Regions from separate parts of the Mus musculus genome. Here region 2 is linked to region 1. A link is a contact called in public promoter capture Hi-C data. All regions are on one chromosome and are shown on one strand. Each heading gives the region's core, a stretch centred on a gene start, on an enhancer-like site or on the middle of the called end of the contact. The rest is flanking DNA. Distances are from core to core; before and after follow the strand shown.

Region 1 (2,951 bases), core at 199-2,698:
ATTTTTTAAAAGTTAGTTATTTTTTATTATTTATAAAACACTTACTTGAAGAAATAATTTTTGTTTTGTTTTGTTTTTTAAGACAGGGTTTCTCCGTGTAGCCCTGGCTGTCCTGAAACTCACTCTGTAGACCAGGCTGGCCTTGAACTCAGAGATCCGCCTGCCTCTGCCTTCCAAGTGCTGGGATTAAAGGCCACTAACACCTCCCTCCCAGCTTGAAATAAACATTTTAAAAGAGCCTCCAAGTAATTGTCATTTTTTGAATCTCTAGTATGGATTTATTAATGGCATATATCATAAGGTATATTATTAGTTAAACAATCTAAACACAGATATAACTGACACAAAATGGATCATTTAGAAACACCTTTTAAAAGTCAGGCTGGTGAGATGGTTTGTAGGTAATGGAATTTTATGCTAAGCTTGGTGAGTTGAGTTTAATTCTTAGGACCCACATGGTGGAAGGAGAAAGTGACCTTTGGCATGTTATCCTCTGCCCTCTCCCGATGTGTGTGTGTGTGTGTGTGTAAGAGTATGTATGTGTGTAAGAGAGTATGTTTGTGTGTGAGAGTGTTATGTGTAAGTGAATGTATATGTAAGAGAGTATATTTGTAAGAGACAGTGTGTAAGAGTGTAAGAATCTGTAAGAGACAGTGTGTGTAAGAGTGTTAATGGAGAGTGTGTGTGTAAGAGAGTGTAAAGAATGTGTGTAAAAGACTGTGAAAAAGAGAGTGTGTTGCAGTGTATGTCTGTAAGAGACAGGGAGTATGTGTAAGAGAGGGAGTATGTGAAGTGTGTGTGTAACTGTGTATAAGAGAGTGTGTAACTGTGTAAGAGACAGTATGTTAGAGTGTGTGTGTAAGAGTTTAAGAGAGTGAGCATGTGTAAGAGTGTGTGTAAGAGTGTGTGAAAGAGTGTATGTGTAAGACTGAGTGTGTGTAAGAGTGCATAAGAATGTAAGAGACTGTGTAAGAGAGGGACTATGTATATGGAGTATGTGTGTAACTGTGTAAGATTGTATGTTAAGAGAGGGAGTGTGTGTAAAAGAGTGATAAAAATTAAATAATACAAAGTTTAAAAGTCAACAAGACTGAGTGAGAAACTTCTGAGTAAGTTAGCTGAGTGGAAGAGTTTGAAATTTCCAACAGGCATTAAGGCGAGGACGTTTGTAGCAAATCTGAAAGGGAGGCAAGAGGAGTCTTAGGAAACAGTGCTGCTGTGGCAGACAGGCTGAGGAAAGACGGCCTTCCTCCTCTGAGGAGCAGTGTCTCTGCTTTAGTTATGTTCTAGCATTCCATTTGGAGGGACAACAAGGAGTTTGTGAAACCTTTCCTGTATCTCAGTATAGGTCTGTGGTGGTGTGCGGTGAAGGGGTTACGTGGTGGTTCTGAGTGGTAGAAGGCTGAAGAGGCTCTTTTGTGATGCAACAGGAAGTAACAGGAGGAAGGAAGGAGAAGAAATCCTCACAGGGATATTTCGTCAGTGTCTAGATTGAGGGATAGCAAGAGTATACCTGCAGTGTGGTGAATTCACCAGGCATGGGGAAATGAGAAAGGGGACACTTGCTGTGGGCTCTGTCCTGTGACAATAGTATTCAAAGACTCTTACACTGGTGAAAATGAAACCCAAGAAGCAGGTACTCACTGGGGAGCCAGAGCAGTGGGTGGAAAGCTGGGCAGGGAGCCAGGAAAGGTGTGTGTTTCCCCGGAGTATTGGCCCAGGAGGGAAGGAGCTCGAGGCAGGGCAGCTGCGGCTGTTTGATCCGTGTAGACCACACAATCTGCATGGCAGAGCAGAATCAAATCTGGGATTGGGGAAGTAGTCAGTTTGGCGAGTTACTGTGCCCCCAGTCTCTGCAAAGGTAGAAAAGATTATGTAAATAAGTATCCACGCTAGAGAGAACCACTCTTAATACATTTGAATTTATAATTGAAGTAGTATTTTAGGGACATATAATTGCTTAAAAGTGACTTGAACAGGCAAAAATCCCCAAATGCAGTACATAGTTACGTTTGTTTTGTGGTATTAACTGTTGATGATGCCATAGATGAGTTCTCTCAACTTTCAAGGCATAGAAAAAAAGCAAAGCTTAGAAGCTAGCATGGTGCTGAAAGCAAAACCTGGTGAGAATTACCAGAAATAACCCGCAGCTGAAGCCCACCAGTCAGATGTGCAGACTCTAAAACAGAGCAAATAGAACTGGGCAGTGGTCTCTTACGTAGGACATCTAGGTTACTTCTAATATTAAAGTGGGTGAAGTTTATTATTAGTAGGTCAAAAGAAGGAAACCAAATAATTATTTTAGTAAATACCATGAAGAGATTCCAGATAAAATTTATTACAGAAATTTGCAGTTGTTTTCAATAATCTGTCACTAACTCTTATCTATATCATATGTCAGTATGGTAATGAACTATTAAAAGATGCCAAGTTAGCAAGACAGAGAAAGGACTCCCCATTGAGAGGCGAAATAGCTGGGCTGTGGGGAGTATTGCTAGTGTTGCCCAAAAATGACAAAATATTTAACAGAACCAGATAAAAGGAAAGTGAATAAAATATAGCTGTGTTCCCGTGTCTGTGTGCTTATAGCTGCAAACTTTAGATACACAGCATACCACTTCCTGCTGGAAAAGCGTGTTTTTGTACACAGACATAACCATACATCTGTAGGTTGTCCTTATGGATCTGACACAAACAGTGCATAGAGGGGAGTGGTTCATGTTTATAGGACAGTGAGGACAGGCCCTTTGTTTATAGTTTCTAAGTCCTCACAGGAGCCGCTGGCTCCTTCCCAGGGATGCCTTGTGCTTGCCTTTCTGGCTGTCAGAGAGAAGTAGAAGCTGGCTCCTGTGCTGCTGTAGTAAACGTAAGAAAGGAAGTGAAAGCAGCTTGCCTGCAGTTGCTGGCTCACACTGTGCTGGAGGTGTGAGGTATAGTCAGTCTCAGGGCCC
Region 2 (2,951 bases), core at 215-2,714, 310 kb before region 1:
TCCCCTAGGAGACCAGTTATAGACAGCTGTGAGCAACCACCTTGGGTGATGGGAAGTGAAATTTGCTCCTCTGTAAAAGTAGCAAATCTTCTCACCCATTCCCTCAGCCCCCTCATTCTCTTAATACGTCTACATTGCTTGGTGGTCAGAGTCTGATACATGGAACTTTTACTGTCAGTGACAGGAACTCTCAAGTTATATTCAGAACAGCTACTAGCTGTGGGACCCTAGAGAAAGATGGCTTTCTGGGAAGGCTTGTCTGGCCTCAGTGGGAGAGGATGTGCCTTATGATACCAGGGTTGGGCAATGAAGTGGGGGGGGGACACCCTCTCAGAGGTGAAAGGAGGGGTCCTGGGGAAAGGAAGGGGGAGGGGGGAACCAGGATGCAGCATTTGGAATGTAAATACTTTTTTTTTTTTCCGAGACAGGGTTTCTCTGTGTAGCCCTGGCTGTCTTGGAACTCACTCTGTAGACCAGGCTAGCCTTGAACTCAGAAATCCCCAAACCCACACAGCAAGAGGAAACTGACAAAACAAGTTGGTTGTAGAATATCAACCATTTAGCTATGTCTCTTTTGCTTTTTAAATTTCAATTGTATTCCTTTCTTCCTGAACTAGTAGGATTGAGTTAGTATTTATTTACAGTTTTAAAGACAGTTTCTTGGAATAGCAAAGGCTGTATGCATTCTTCACTTTAAGACTGTTGGCTAAAGAACCCAATGGATTTAAATTTATACTTTGTAGAGGTAGAAATGAAAACTGCCTTATTTTTTCCAGCACTTCTATTCATTAGTTGCTTGAGGCTTTCAAGGCATGTAGGACACTTTAGATAACAATGAATGTTCAATTAGAAAAAAAAAAAGCAACTCTGTGTTGTTTGCTAAGTTTTTGTTTTTTGTTTTTTTGAGACAGGGTTTCTCTGTGTAGACGTAGCTGTCCTGGAACTCACTCTGTAGACCAGGCTGGCCTCGAACTCAGAAATCTGCCTCCCTCCAAGTGGGATTAAAGGCATGTGCCACCACTCTCCGGCTGTTTGCTAGTTCTTAAAGAAAAAAAAAAGTTGAATCTCTTTCTACCCCCAGGTCGAGCTTAATCCAGAGGTTTAGGCCGCTGAACTTCCTTCAAGGTCGTTCACAAGGCCCTCACTGAAACTTGGAGCCACTCGGAATTATAAAAAGACCCAGCTTCCCGAGCAGCCACAGAGGGGCGTCGGGGGAACCCGAAAGCACTGGGCGACGGATCTCGCAGGTAGCTAGGGAGCAACCCCGGACCTCTGCGCCCGCACCCGCGGCGCGCCCCCGGCGCTGGGAGGAACCTGGGCGGCGCGCGCTTCCGGTGCGCGCTTCCGGCCAGCCGCGGAGCGCGGGGCGGGGACACCGCAGTCTTCCAATCGCGCACAATGAGACGGCGCTGAGCGCCGGAAGTGGGGCTGAAGGAAAACACGGTGAGGAGCCGGGCCCGGACAGGAAGCGGCGGGGGACCGCAGCGGCGCTGGTGAGTGCTCCGGGGCGCCGTCTCGTCGCGTCCCTCCGGGACTCGCCTCCGGGCTGGGCCCGTGGGTTCCCCCCGCCCCCAGAAGCGTATCTGCCCGGCCCCGAGGTACGTTGGCGCCGTCCTTCTCCGGCCGCCTCGGCCCGGCTGTGCGCCCGGAGCCCTCGGGTTCGAGTCCGCGTCTTCACTTTGTGTCGGGGCTCCGGCCCTGGTCCGGGGAACCCCGGAACCCTGTCAATGGCCGGGCGCTTCCTGCTTCCTATTCCCCACGGCGGCTTCGTGGCCAGTAGCGCGGAACCGCCTCCTCCTTCGCCTGGGGACTCCGCTGGTGGAAACTGAGGCACACAGGGGTGGGGCAGCCGAATGGGGAAGGAAAAGGAGTGTCATCCTGCGGAGGATTGTGGTTGGTGACGAAACTGGACTTGTCTGGGGCTGGGGACTGAGAAGTCGGGTAAGTCAGCTGGCGTTGTCCCTTGGTCGGAAGCCTGGACCCTTAGAGCGGTACCTTAGTGGGAAGTGCTGTCCCTTCGCCCAGCGGTCGCGCCGGGTTGAAAAGCGAAGCTTAGAGTGGGGGCTGATCGAAACTGAAATCTGCTCACATAGTTTCGGCTACTTTGATACCTAAAAGTAATTGCCAACTTTAAAAAAAAGAAATAGATTTGGGAGTTTTGTAACAGTGTTGACTTAGGATGTTTACTTTGAAGAGAGGTGCTTTCGTTACATAGAAGTTACTTCTTTAGTTTCTGAGACTATAGAAGTGTCTTCAGATTTAGTCTTTGTATTAAATAAGGACCAGTTTTTATGAACACTGTAACTTCTGGAATGCATTAATTATTAGGAATGTGGTAACAATTTAATTTTTAAATGGGGGAAGATAAAGGCTTCAGGGCACCCGTGTGTTACTTTGAGTATTTGGTATGATATTATTTTACAATTTTGTTTTGTTCCCCCCTCCCCCAATGCCTTCTTTCAGGTACAAAGTAAGAAAGTTGAAGTCAAAGACCATGGGAGATACAGCAAAACCTTACTTTGTGAAGCGCACTAAAGACCGTGGAATTATTGATGATGATGATTTCAGAAGGGGCCATCCCCAACAAGATTATTTAATAATGGATGATTATGCTAAAGGCCATAGCAGTAAAATGGAAAAGGGCCTTCCAAAAAAGAAGATATCACCCGGGAACTATGGGAACACCCCCAGGAAAGGACTGTATGGGGTTTCCAGCAATCCATATGCATTTAAAAACCCAATTTACAGTCAGCCTGCTTGGATGAATGATAACCACAAAGATCAAAATAAAAAATGGCTATCTGATGAACTCGCTGGTAATGCAGACAGCTGGAGAGAGTTCAAGCCCGGACCTAGGATTCCTGTCATAAGCCGCTCAAGGAAGGAATCCTTTCAGGAAAGTGACGATGCCTACAGGTGGCAGGAGGGGAGAGGCTGCAGAGCTGTGAGAA

The links. Promoter capture Hi-C pulls out the DNA fragments that hold promoters and counts their contacts.
Region 2: a promoter capture Hi-C map of neutrophils shows a contact between it and region 1. The contact joins the promoter of Tut7 here to the enhancer-like site in region 1. A contact is called at or near these places in 2 of 39 promoter capture datasets (the C10 cell line and neutrophils), 1 of 484 Hi-C or Micro-C datasets (pro-B cells), 2 of 115 datasets of contacts at active chromatin or transcription factors (large pre-B cells and pro-B cells) and 1 of 9 other capture datasets (liver).

Annotation. Positions count from the first base shown.
Region 1 is chr13:59,508,643-59,511,593 of GRCm38.p6, reverse strand. The region is part of intron 11 of Agtpbp1 (ATP/GTP binding protein 1); the gene reads left to right. Among named protein-coding and RNA genes, the nearest start is that of Agtpbp1, 47 kb to the left of the region's middle. Within about 2 kb of position 1,448, at least 98 of the 459 cell types and tissues checked have an H3K27ac peak or open chromatin away from gene starts, as enhancers often do. A contact at or near this core is called in neutrophils and pro-B cells, where this site is marked.
Region 2 is chr13:59,821,623-59,824,573 of GRCm38.p6, reverse strand. Tut7 (terminal uridylyl transferase 7) reads left to right here and starts at 1,464. Exons shown (of 27, transcript NM_001373962.1): 1 at 1,464-1,941; 2 at 2,464-2,951. The coding sequence starts at 2,495.